Regions from separate parts of the Triticum aestivum genome. Here region 2 is linked to region 1. The links are chromatin contacts, called in public Hi-C maps. All regions are on one chromosome and are shown on one strand. Each heading gives the region's core, a stretch centred on a gene start, on an enhancer-like site or on the middle of the called end of the contact. The rest is flanking DNA. Distances are from core to core; before and after follow the strand shown. Region 1 holds the start of LOC123046213 (protein WHAT'S THIS FACTOR 9, mitochondrial). Region 2 holds the start of LOC123046214 (serine/threonine-protein kinase D6PKL1).

Region 1 (6,696 bases), core at 2,993-5,492:
TTTTAAAAAAACATCGTCGATTTTGAAAAAGTTCACGTACTTCAGAAAATAAAACACATGAAAATCGATGGGGGGAAACCTGGAAGAAGAAGAAAAAAGACAGAAAACGGTAATGGAAAATGGCAAAAAGAATAAAAGAAAACAGAAAAGGAAGGAATAACAGAGTGAAAAAATTGATTCTTGACAGATGGTGCTCTGTAGCGCGGTGGTTGTGCTAACGAAGTTTGACTCGTGAGAACGCGTGTTCGATTCGTGGTGACGGTGTTTCACTTTTTGCAAATTAAGATACATAGTAATGGGCCGGCCCAGTGCGGGACGCTGCAGCGCTAAATAGGATATGCCATGATTAGCGCACCCTGAATCGTGTTGGCGCTCGCATGCGCTCTCAGCGGGCCGTGGCCCACTAATTAGCATGCGAAAGAAGTTATTATTGTTCTTTGTCTCAAAAAAAGTTATTATTGTTCTGTTTTAGCGGTGACATGGAGATAAAGAGATTTGTGCCACCGCAGATTTGATTACTTGAATTTAATGAGTTTATGTTATTGCGTCATGCCTTTTTTGTTGGTTTATTTCTTTGTGGACTAGAATATTTGCCTGACACTTATAATGCACATATTGCGATTCAATGGCCCACACTTCTAGGGAATCATCTGGCTAAAGTATGTTCATCGCTCAAGTCTTCTCATCTTTTGGATGAACGACCCAGGGGTCTTTTAGAAAAGCATTATTAGTAATAAAGTTCGTAGGGGGCCTTGGACCTGCCGACTAAAACAATTTCAGCTCTAGTCAAGATTTGTCGTGGCTTCTTGTGGTGCGGGATGAAGGAGGCACACAGAGGGAATTGCTCTGTGGCCTGGGAGTCTGTATGTAGGCCTAAATGGGCTGGTGGCCTCGAGATCCCCAACCTGCTGTGGCTCAACAAGTCACTTCAAGCCAGATGGTCGTGGTTGCAGAAATATGACAAGGGCAGACCTGGAGCGAGTTTCAAATTAGGGTACCCAGCGAATCCTTCGCACTGGTGCAGGCGGCAGTGAGCACATCAGTGGGCGACGGGACATCCACCCTCTTCTGGGAAGACAAGTGGTTACAGAGCAATCGGACGTGCGAATTAGCCCCTCTAATATATGCCAGGTTCCCGCCTAGAATCAGATAGGATCGAAGACGGTTGCAAGCGCACTTGAAAACCACAACTGGGCGGGTGACATTGGCCCGGACCTCTCGTCGGATGCTTTGCTTCAATTCTTTCAGATTTGGTTGCGAGTGGCGATGATTCAGACGACAACTGGTGTGCAAGATGTGGTTATGTGGAGCTGGGAGAAAAATGGACAGTTCTCAGCGCGATCGGCATATGCGGCCCGGTTGGGGCTCGAGGTGTCACCGACGGCGACATTCACCTGGGGATCCCGAGCGCCCCTCCGGTGCCGTTTCTTCGCTTGGCTCGCATTCCAAAACAGATGCTGGACATCAGACCGGCTTGCTCGTCGAGGACTGACTCATCAGGATTCTTGCCCGCTTTGTCGTCAAGCAGAGAAGTCCATTCAACACCTGGTTCTGGATTGTGTATTTGCAAGACAAATTTGGCACTGTATGGGAAGGATCACGGACAGGACGGCATACGAGCCGCTCGTGGACGAGGAGCTAGGTTCGTGGTGCACCAGGCAGGACTTGGTCTTACGAAACCGTAAAGAAACAAGAGCAATATGCCTTCTGGTTATGTGGATGCTGTGGAACAGTGGCGTAGCTAGGGGGTGGCCAGGGTGGTCCATGGACCACCCTGAAATTTCCCCATAGCTTGTATGTAGTGTAGTAAAAAGATATTTCTTTAAAAATAAACAAACTTATGTAAATATTTTTATTGATGGACCACCCTGACTTATTGGGCTGGCTACGCCACTGCTGTGGAAGCACATGAATGATGTGGTGTTCAATGGTATGTTGCCGTCAATCCCAAGTCTCAAGCAGCGGATTAGGGAAGAAGGGGTGGCTTGAACCAAGGCGGGACTGCTCGGCAAGCTTGCAGGAGGAAGCGGTAGATAGGTGGACTGCACGAGAGTAGTAGTCCTAGTCTCTTGTCGGTAGTGTCCGAAAATCCGGCATGTAAATATCCTCTTTACATATGACTTTTGGGAGTCTTTCCTTTCTTCTTCAATGAATGATACGCATGCTTATGCGTATTCGAGAAAAAAGAAAGAGTGACCATATCGTCGCTTGGTCTAATTGTTGCATTTTAGTGAAGTCTTAAGAGTATTTCGTTTTGAGAGATTGATACCACGAAGAAAATGTCTTCAAGAAATATTATCGCAAATCTTAATTATATGAGTTACTATATATTTTCTTATATTCTTTATCCAATGCGATGTACCTGTAATGGTGGGTTAAACTACGGGGTTCTCTGAAAAAACATTGATTTGGTAGAATATCACATTTTTAGTTGGAATTCCATAAGAATGAATTCATACATGCATTGCTATAGTTTCATATTTCATATGCAATATGTCGATTCCATTATTTACGTTGTTCTAGTATATTAACACTGTAGCCCTCCCCAAATTACTTGTCACAGAAATGGATTCATCCATTTCATTTCTGAGGGAGTACTATTTTAATTTTTAACCACTACGTGGACGTATATCATGTGACGTGGCGTGTCCAGCTTAATCACTTCCTGCTCGGAACAGTCGCACTGATCAAGAGCTCGGCGCCGGCCCCTGCCTGCATCACGACGACAATGCCCTCCTCGGCACCCGGCGAGACGATGCTGCACGAGACGTGCACGGGCTTGTACCCATCCAGCATGGCCTCCTCGAGACCGGCTTCTTGCCAGCACGCGTCCCGAAGCAGGTGACCCGGAGGCGGCGGCGTCGTCGTCGTCTCCCCGTCACACCCCGCGCAGGAGCGCAGGACGTTCAGCCCTCCCAGGCCATCGCCGGCGAGAACCGTGAACCGCGTCGGCTTCTCAACCCCCAGCTTCTCGCTGGCCTGCGCGACGCACGCCTCGGCTAGTGCGCGGCGGCCTGGCGCATCGCCGACGACCCTGAAAAGCACGGTGGTCGCGGCGTCGCCGGCCACGGAGACGAGGGGGGTGGACCTGAGACGCCTCGTGGCGGCGCCTGGGTTCCGGAAGTAGCGCGTGTACTTTATCATCTGGTTGGGAACGAGCTTGTTCTGCGCCCGTAGCTGCGCGTGCGTCCGCGCCCACGACTTGAGGAAGTTGATGAAAGACAGCGGGTCGGTGTGGAGCAGGCTGCAGCACGCGCCGATGGCGTAGCCGCCGCCCTGGAACCGCGTCAACTGCGACGAGAAGCACGAAATTTGCGCGATTTTTAGCTCAGGGCGTACGAAAAATGCACGAAGGGGAAGTTCTTGCATGTATACCTGCATGACGAAAGGGGAACACTTCTCGGGGTCCTTGGCCTCCACGTCCGTCCAGAGCGCCAGCGCCGGCTCCTTACTCTCGCGGTCCTCCATCTCCAGGAACGCGGTCAAGGTCGTGTCCATCGACGCCATGAGCAGCCGCACGCCGGCGTCGCAGAGCTTTACGTCCCAATCCCACGGCCCTTCGCCGCCGCCAGCGTGCCGCCGCCACAGCCGCCCGGCCATCTTCGGGTGGTCGGCCAGCGCCTCGCTGAGAGACTCCTGCACCCACGCGGCCTGCTCCAGCTGCGCCATCGCCTCGCCCTCCAGCCGGTCGCGGTAGTAAAGCACCGCGCGGAACCGGTGCTGCAGCTCCGCGGCCGCGATGGGCAGCCCGGTCACGGCGATGGGCAGCGTCCGCCCGCGCTCCAGCGCGACGCGCGTCGGGACGGCGGTCTGCATGGACTCGACGTGGATATGCGCCATTCTGGTTCTGCGTCTGCGAGCGTCGCCCGTGCGCGCGCGGCTGACCCTGCCAAATATTACAGCCTTGCCGAGAAGTGGTGTATTGGAGAACACCTGGAACAGTGCCCAATTTATACGCGGTTCGTGCAATTTTACGTGCCATTGCCATCGACGCATCTTAGTAGTTCGAGTCGTTTGATTTTGGCTTAGCTACCCGTCGCGACAATTTTTTCATGGGCTGTTGAGGTCACGCGCATGCTGTGTTGCTGCTGTTGAAATCGAGCTAGTCTTTCAGACTTTCACGATAGTCCATTCAGTTCACAAACTCGCAAGTTTTTTTTGAGCTCACAAACTCACAAGTACTGGACCGTTGAAAAGCCCAACTATGTCGGACCAAACAAACAGGCCCAGTCCAGGCTAAACCAGGCCGAGTGGCAAGGTCATAGAACCTTTGCGGAATTTGTCTCTTCTTCCACCTCTGCCCACCTGGCCGCTCCCCCTTGTACGCATTTGCCCGAACACTCCACGCGCGCCGCCAGCCACCCTCGCCCACCGCCGTCTCCTCCACTCACCACACCAGCCACCTCCCCCGCCGCCGCCTCGCCATGCAGAAGGTGCGGCTCAAGTGGGTGAAGAACCGCGGGCTGGACCACATCATCGACCGGACCACCTCCATCCGCGCGTCCTGCCTCATGCTCGACTACCTCGCCCGCCAGCCGTCGTCCCCGGTGCCGGCCCGCGCCCTCGCGCGCTTCCAGAAGCCGCTCGGCCTCACCGTCCCCGTGCTCCGCTTCCTCCGCCGCCACCCGACCCTCTTCGCCGAGCAGCCGCACCCGCGCTTCCCCACCCTCCCCGCCTTCTCCCTCACCTCCGCCTCCGACATCCTCCTCGCGCGCCTCGCCCGCGCCTCCGCCGTCGACTCCCACCTCCGCCTCGCGCGCCTCCTCCTCCTCACCCGCTCCAGGTCGCTCCCGCTGGCCTCCATCCTCCCGCTCCGCTTCGACCTCGGCCTGCCCTACGACTTCGCCTCCTCCTTCCCCTCCTCCCACCCCGACCTCTTCGCCGTCTCCAACAACCACATCTCGCTCTCCACCTCCCGCCTCCCCGACGACATCGCCATATCCTCCCTCCAGCGCCGCCACGCCGAGGCCATCACCGGGGCGACCTACCGCGACCTGTCCCGTCCGCCGTCCTCGTCGCATGCCCCCCTCGCGTTCCCGATGCGGTTCCCGCGTGGGTACGGAGGGATGAAGAAGGTCAAGGCCTGGATGGACGATTTCCACCGGCTACCTTACATCTCGCCGTATGATGATGCCTCAGGGATCGACCCTGACAGCGACATCTACGAGAAGAGGAACATTGGTTTGCTGCATGAGTTGCTCGGGCTGATGGTGCACAAGATGGTCCGGAGGAATGCGATCCGTTTGCTCCGCGAGGAGCTTGGCCTGCCTCACAAGTTCACGAGGTTGTTTACAAGGTATCCTGGAGTGTTCTACCTGTCGTTGAAGTGCAAAACGACGACGCTCGTGCTTCGCGAGGGGTACGAGAGGGGGAAGCTTGTGGAGAAGCACCCCCTCGCGGCGGTGAGGGACAAGGTACAGTATGTGATGCGCACTGGCGTGTTGTACCGTGGGAAGGGCTTGTCCAAGCTGGTTTTAGACGAAGATGACGATGAAGAGGAGGGTACACTGGATGGAGATGAGGAGTTTCAAGGAGAGGGGATGGATGAGGATGCTGATGTTGAGTGCTTTGGAATGGAGATTGTGGATGATGACGGGCCTGGCAATGATGATTATGATGAACGCGATAGTTACGATTGACACTGGATGGTGATTTCTGCTTGCTGCATGTTGCTGTTTTGAGATGATGGGCGGTGACTTCATGAGGTGAGGGTTTCAGCAACAGGTTTCAACTTAGTACCTGTAAACTAGGGGTTCACACATGGCTTTCAGCAACTTGGTTTAACTTAGTTCCTGAAAATGAGTGGTTTCAGAAGGCAATGATAATACCATTGTGAATTGCTAGTTCCTACTAAAATTTTGAGGTATTTTACATTGCCTGCTTGAGATGTAGAAAGCTTGTTTAGATACCTAGTTTCTATGGTCATCTTCTATTTCTCGAGGTGAAATTTGTCCCTATGGCTCTCTCTGCTCTCTGGATAGCATGAGATGAGAGTCATCACGATTCAACTGTATGCTAGATAGTTAACCGAAGTACAGAACACATTTCATGTACAGGTTCTTATTCAATTTGTGACACACACAAAATAGAGTTGCAGCTATGTTAGGTTTGTTGATTGTTGTAATGAGTGGTTGTATTTGCCACAGGGGGTATCACTGTAGAAGATGTTATCACATCTTCTTGGGGAAACCATTATTCTTGTTGGTATATTAGAAACTGTCATGCCGTAATGTAGTGTCTAGTGCTAGAGGTACTCTAACCCTTATAATATTGCTTGTCATGGGGGCCTAGAAAATTAGAAATAACTCAGAAGGCAGCTTGATACCTGGATGTTGGATAGCCTAGCTTCGAGACACTTAATTTTCAGTCTCTCTTTTAGGGCATGAAGCAAGCCTCACAAAGACTAAGTTATGAACTTTAGCCAGGTTATGGCTGCAAATTAGATGTCGGTTTTGTAGGTGAGACTTAATCCTGTTCGGGCAGATGATGATTTGATCAGATTTGGGCAGACAATGACCAAATGCAAACTATGATTTCCTTGATTGCAGAAGATCTGCTTGGAATTTTATTAAAGTTGGAATAAAATGTACTCCCTCCGTCCCATATTCTAGGACGTTTTTTGACATTATTGTAGTGTCAAAAAACGTCCTACATTATGGGACGGGGGGAGTATATATTTCTTGATTAAGTTGGCTC
Region 2 (6,696 bases), core at 2,993-5,492, 220 kb after region 1:
CTATATGCGGTATTTACCTGCCATTCCAAGTAAATTTGCATGTGCCAAACTCTAAACCTTCAAATGAAATTCTGTTTTGTATGCTCGAATCGCTCATGTAGCAACTAGGGTTGTCTATATCTTTCATGCTAGGTGGGTTATTCTCACGATGAGTGGACCCCGCTCATCATTCACGAGAAAATGGTTGGTAACCGGGATGCCCAGTCCCATGCTCAAATCAAATCAAAATAATTGCAAACAGAACTCCCCCAGGATTGTTGTTAGTTGGATGGTACCCATTGTTTCGGACCAGCCGTGGAATGTGCTTGTTGGTGGTGGGGGAGTATAAACTTTACCATTCTGTTTGGGAATCGCCTATAATGTATGTAGCATGGAAGATACCGAGATCTCTTGGTTGTTATGTTGACAATGAAAGCATGCCGCTCAAAATATTATTTATCTCTATTTCAAAACTCGAGCTCTGGCACCTCTGCAAATCCCTGCTTCCCTCTGCGAAGGGCCTGTCTATTTACTTTTATGCTGAGTCATCATCCTCTTACAAAACACCAGTTAGAGAGCACCACTGTATTTGTATGCGTTGTTATTAATTGATATTGAGTATGACTGTGACGGGATCTCTTTTGCCATGAATTACAATGTCTAGTCAGTCCTTGATCTTCAGGGGTGCTCTGCATTTATGTTTTGCGGTCTCAGAAAGGGCTAGTGAGATACCATCTTGTTATATCATATCATGATTGTTTTGAGAAAGTGTTGTCATCTAAGATTTATTATTACTCGCTAGTTGATTATGCCATTGGATGAGTAAATGTGAGATCTAAATGTTATGGTGAATGTGGTTAGTTCATAATCTTTGCTGAAAACTTGAATGCTGGATTTACATATTTGCAACAACAATATCAAACAGAGTTTGTAAAAGTTTTTCTTTATCACTTTTAGTTTGAGGACAAGCAATGGGTTAAGCTTGGGGGAGTTGATATGTCTCTAACGTATCTACTTTTCCAAACTCTTTTGCCCTTGTTTTGACTCTAATTTGCATGATTTGAATGGAACTAACCCGGACTGACGTTGTTTTCAGCAGAATTGCCATGGTGTTATTTTTATGCAGAAATAAAAGCTTTCGGAATGACCTGAAACTTCACGGAGATAACCTCTGGAATAAATAAAAAATATTGGCGAAAGAATCAACCGAAGGGGGTCCACACCCTAGCCATAAGGGTGGGGGGCGTGCCCTCTATCCTTGTGGCCCTCCTGGACCTCCACCGACCTTAACTCCAACTCCATATATTCGCGTTCGGGGAGAAAACAATAGGAGAGAAGGAGTCATCGCATTTTACGATACGGAGCCGCCGCCAAGCCATGTTCTTCCTCGGGAGGGCAGATCTGGAGTCCGTTCGGGGCTTCGGAGAGGGGAATTCATCGCCATCATCATCATCAACCATCCTCCATCACTAATTTCATGATGCTCACCGCCGTGCTATTAAAAGGAGGCCTTAATATGTCTTAGTTTGCAATAGGACCCCGCTGTCACGGGAGCGTAGGACAAAAGATGTCATGCAAGTTCTTTTCCATAAGCACGTATGACTATATTCAGGATACATGCCTACATTATATTGATGAATTGGAGCTAGTTCTGTGTCACCCTATGTTATAGCTATTGCATGATGAATGCCATCCGACATAATTATCCATCATTGATCAATTGCCTACGAGCTCGTTTCATATTGATCTTTGCTAAGTTACTTTTCCGTTGCCACTGTTAGGATTGCTACTGTTACTTTTGCCACTGTTGCTGTTACTTCCATACTACTTTGCTACTAAATACTTTGCTGCAGATATTAGGTCTTTCAGGTGTGGTTGAATTGACAACTCAGCTGCTAATACTTGAGAATATTCTTTGACTTTCCTTGTGTCGAATCAATAAATTTGGATTGAATACTCTACCCTCGAAAACTGTTGCGATCTCCTACACTTGTGGGTTATCAATGTCATTGTGAGAACCAACCATGCCGAAAAAGAGTGCCAAATTCAGATATCTTGTGAAGCCACAACTTCAAGTATGTCAGTGCAAGCCTTAAAATGCCCCTTATATTGCCCCCACCAAGCAAATTGACAATTCTTTCACTTCCAATGCATACAATTTATGGTACCAAGCGCTCCTAGAAAAGCCTCTCTCTCCATTGATCGCTAACAATCGGGCTGTATATGCAACATTTGGCTCTCTCAAGTACTTCGGGCCAAACGTTGCTGCCTTAGCCCGACAGAACTTGTACAATGATGCAAGGCATGTGGACTCACTCATGCAGACATACTCATCCATAAGATCACCGAGAATTTCGTATGCAAGCATCCGAATAGCTGCAGTGCATTTCTGATAAGAGGAGAAACCAACCTTTCCAAGGGCATCCTCCTTGCATCTAAAGTAATCATCATACACCACCACTCCCTCTCGAATACGATTGAACACATGTCCCGCCATCCAGAAGCAGCACCGGGAAAGTTTGGGATTGTAGAGTGGGGACGTGCACTGAAAGTAACCGACAAAGAGTGGGCAATGGCCTCTTTCTCTGTTGCGATTTAACACCGGAGCATGGCCCATGATCGATCCCCTAAACGTCGTACGCTGCTTAGCAATGTGGTCATTGACGAACATAGTTGCAACCACAAAATCCTCATTGTCCGGCAATGAATTGTTCGATGAACACATGAAGTTATTGAAAAAGAACTCGTCCCACTATCCAAGGTACCTTGCGGGCAAAACACCGAACACCTTTATGGGCGTGGTGGAGTAGCAGCAGTGGAGAGCCCCATGCCCTCCCTGTACATCCAGTGGGCCTGTCGAAGTGGAGGCAAGGGTGGTGCTGGCGACCGTGGAGGTGCTGCTAGACCATGCCTTCTCGTGCTACGACGGCGGCGAGAAGAGGCCACTAACACCGACAAGAGTGGGTCTTAGATGCGCTTAGAGGTGGGAGGGAATGGGTGGATATGGACTGTAGCCTATGCGGCGTCCAAGCGACCGAAGTGGACAACGGCGGTGAGGACGGCGTGGCCGGAAGAGGTCCTGTGTGGGGGGAGGGGAGGAGAGAATGGCCGATATGCCACCTACAGACGGTCCAGGGGAGAATAAGAGAGAGCGTCACGTGTGTACATGCCAACGCAAACCTAGTCTAAATTTGGGCCGGAAAATGTGTCGTGGGCGGACGAACCATCTGTTTGCTTCGCCGCGTTGGGCCACATTTTCAGTCCGTTTCAGCGCGTTGGCGTTGGGTGACACTATCTCTTAATTGTACATGTAAATTTCTCAAATGAAAAGAAATAAACTGTACACGTAAACGCAAACCAACCTGTGGTTGGATGGTTAGAGGCACAATGGTATCACAGCCCACCAGGGTTCAGTCTCTCAGAGATGCTTATAGAGGTAGGATGTGAGTGTGCGCGCTCATAGGAGTGAGAGTATGCACATATATATGAGCGCTTGAGTCTGTACTGATGTAAAAAGAAAAAACTGTACACGTAAACTTTTCGTCCCATGTAAAGTTCAGGGGAGACGGTAAAAAACCTACTACTCCATTAGCCGCCTTGCTCAAATTACTCTGACACCGACGAGCGTGATGAGCGGGTGAACACGTCCTCCAAAACGGCATCATTGAACGAGTCACGTATGCGTCTGTCCTCATTCCGGCCGCACTCTCCAAGTGATGGTGACAGGTGGTCCCGCTGTAGCGCAAAGAAGCTACACCATGGCCCCACAAGTCGGCCCAGGCATGCCCCAAAGCTCCGACCCGTATCAACGCAGCAATTACTTCGGCTCAGAAGAAGAAGAAAGCATTAATTCGGCTATCAAGAAGGAGATACTCCAGTACAGCAACAATAAAATTCCCTTTGCTTTTACCCAAAAGAAGGTACTACTAGTAACATTAGACCCATTCTGATTGTACTTATTTTGTTATTCGTGGCACAGTTGAGAAGCTGCTTCCTGTCTCACAGATGAGAAAACATCAGTGTAGTTTTTTTCTTTTTGGCAGCAGAACATCAGTGTGGGGTTGGATGGGTAACGACTAACGAGGATGAAAGGGACGGGCCAGAGCGAGCAAAGCTGTGTGGTTAGGGAAAGCGGATAAAGCGCGAGAGTGATTAGCCGCGGGAAAACGGTGCTTAGCAGCAGCCCACGCGCAACCTTTTCGCCGCTTTCCGCTTTATTTTTTCCTTCTCAAAACAGAACGGGAACAAATCCAGCCCCCACCACTCCCACGCCTTTCGCTTTCCCCCCTCCGTCGCGCTCCGCCTCTCCTCATCAGTCCTCACAAGCGCAGAGAGAGAGAGAGAGAGAGAGAGAGAGGTGCAGGGCGAGGCTGGGTGCGGAGTTACTCTGGCTGGGACTGGCGCTAGCAGCAGCAGCGGCGGCACTGGTGCGCGGTGGTGGGACGAGGGAGCGGGGAGGAGCCGGCCAAGAGCGCGGCGCGTCGTCCCCCGAGGCTGAGGCGTCCGTCATCTCTGGACTCTGGGGATCTCCGCTTTTCCCCGGTTCGAGGTGATTGATTATTTTCCTTCGATTTGTTTACTTGTTTGGTTCGGTTGGGGAACCGGCGACTGCCGCGCTTCGTTGCTCTTCGCCGGCGGCGAAGATCTGAATGCGGCGCGGGGTGGGTGCATTCTGAGAGTCGATATGCTGGCGGGATTCTGCTGCGGTTTTGGTGGGTGCCTTGGGGTTTGGGGAGCACCAGGCGTGATTTGGTGGGTCGTTGTTTTCTCATTCTTGCGGAAGTATGCGTCCTCTAATCCGGTGGGTTGGTTTGTGATTCTGTTCTGCAGGGTGGAGGATTGGACCTGTTCCTACTCCCCGGGGGCTGCTTTCGCTGGGTTTTCGACAATTTGCCCTGGAGCAGGTTTGATTCTTCGAACCCGTGTTGTGCTGGAGAGGAACTTTGTTCTCCTCGTCTCCTTAATCAATCTGTGTGTGAATGTTGCAGGTGAAGTGCTGTCTGTGCTGAAATCTGCCATCCCGGTGCAGGAATCCTGTCGTCCTTGTGTCTTGTTGAGGAGAGAATCGCTTGGGATTTGCCTTGTCTTGGTCGGCTCTTGCTTGGTGTTTGTGCCCTTGTTATGCTAAGGTCTGAATGGAGATAGTAGATAAGATTGCGGAGCCTGAAGACCCTCTGGTGGTCACTGCTCGGAAGGTGCAGAGCCTGGAGCCGCCACTGCCGATACCGATAAAGGCGTCATGGAAAGGGAAGACCTCCCAGCAGCAGGATGAGAAGGATCTGCCAGATGATGGCGAGGAGAGCTTCCAGAGCGTGGATTCCTCGGATGAGGGTGGCCGGAGTTCTTTCTCTGGGGCCAGTCACCCCCTGGAGCCAATTGATATGGATCTTATGAAGACGGTCTATGTCGCAATTGACGAGGAGAAGCCTGAGCCGCCGGTGTGTCTGGTGCGAGGACTATCAGGGAAAGGGCCGTTCATAGATGACCTCTCGCTCTGTGTCACAGGCCTGAAGCCAAATGCAGTGGTCTGTGCAGGCAGTGGTGAAGGCTTGGCTGAAGAGAGGAAGGTATCTGGTGCTGCAGTGGCTTCGTTGGCCACGGCGCGCTCGTCACAGGCAACGGAAACTGTGTCCTTGCCTCCGGATTCGGAGGAGAAGGACTGTGTCTGGGATGCATCGCTCCCTCCCAGCGGCAATGTCAGCCCTCACAGCAGCATTGACAGCATGGGGGTGGTCACTGCCATGAGCATCGCGAGCAACCGCAGTAACACATATAAAAGTGAAGCCATAGCTGGCGGAACCATGCTTACTGTAGAGAGGAACTTTGGAAGTGTAAAGAGTAGTGTGCGAGGTGACTCTTTAGAAAGTGCAAAAACAAGCATGAGCCGAGCAAGTGACAGCAGTGGTGTTAGCGATGATAGCAGCTGGAGCCATATCACTGGAGGTACCAGCAAGCCTCATAAGGGGAATGATCCTAGAGGAAAGGCGATTCATGCTGTGCGAATTCGCGATGGCGTGCTTGGGATGAGCCACTTTAGACTGCTCAAGCGTCTAGGCTGTGGTGACATTGGCAGTGTATACCTCTCAGAGTTGAGTGGGACTAGGTGCTACTTTGCAATGAAGGTAATGGACAAGGCATCCTTAGCCAGCAGGAAGAAGTTGAATAGGGCTCAAACTGAGAGGGAGATCCTACAGCTTCTGGATCATCCATTCCTACCAACTCTGTATACACATTTTGAGACTGATAGGTTCTCGTGTCTGGTCATGGAATTTTGTCCGGGTGGCGACTTGCACACTCTGCGACAGAAACAGCCAGGAAAATATTTCTCCGAGTATGCAGCAAGGTATATTAAATCATGAGCCAGTTCCTTACAAAAATATAACTTGTATTTTCATATTGTATTCACATTCAGTAATTTGTTTGTCAAGTTTAGTACTGATTCCATTTGCTATCAATTTAATGTAGCTTAGAGTTATTACTATTTCTGCTTTTTAATATTAGACAGTTGAGCCTGAAGCATAATTTCCGAACTGTGCAAGGATTCCGGGTTGGAAATGGTTTCCGCAAGGGAAGGAATTCTGTATAGCTATAGTTTGATGGGAAACTTATCTTTTGGGGCTCAGGAAGCAGCTAATGTAGTGTTGCCCGGTTACTCGGGCAGAATTTCTGAATAAGGTCCTATGGCTGTTATATGATGGTGTGCGAGAAATGTTATTT

Evidence for each region. Hi-C and Micro-C count contacts between places; a contact is called where the count stands out from the background.
Region 2: a contact with region 1 is called in a Hi-C map of leaf, with 7 times the contacts expected there. The contact joins the promoter of LOC123046214 here to the promoter of LOC123046213 in region 1. A contact is called at or near these places in 1 of 5 Hi-C or Micro-C datasets (leaf) and 1 of 1 datasets of contacts at active chromatin or transcription factors (leaf).

What each region holds. Positions count from the first base shown.
Region 1 is chr2B:592,335,597-592,342,292 of IWGSC CS RefSeq v2.1, forward strand. It overlaps LOC123046213 (protein WHAT'S THIS FACTOR 9, mitochondrial), which reads left to right and starts at 4,243. Exons shown (of 2, transcript XR_006422031.1): 1 at 4,243-5,705. It overlaps LOC123046212, which reads right to left and starts at 3,932. Exons shown (of 2, transcript XM_044469521.1): 1 at 3,376-3,932; 2 at 2,443-3,291. The coding sequence starts at 3,840. The coding sequence ends at 2,659.
Region 2 is chr2B:592,551,187-592,557,882 of IWGSC CS RefSeq v2.1, forward strand. It overlaps LOC123046214 (serine/threonine-protein kinase D6PKL1), which reads left to right and starts at 4,243. Exons shown (of 4, transcript XM_044469523.1): 1 at 4,243-4,528; 2 at 4,810-4,883; 3 at 4,968-6,322. The coding sequence starts at 5,115.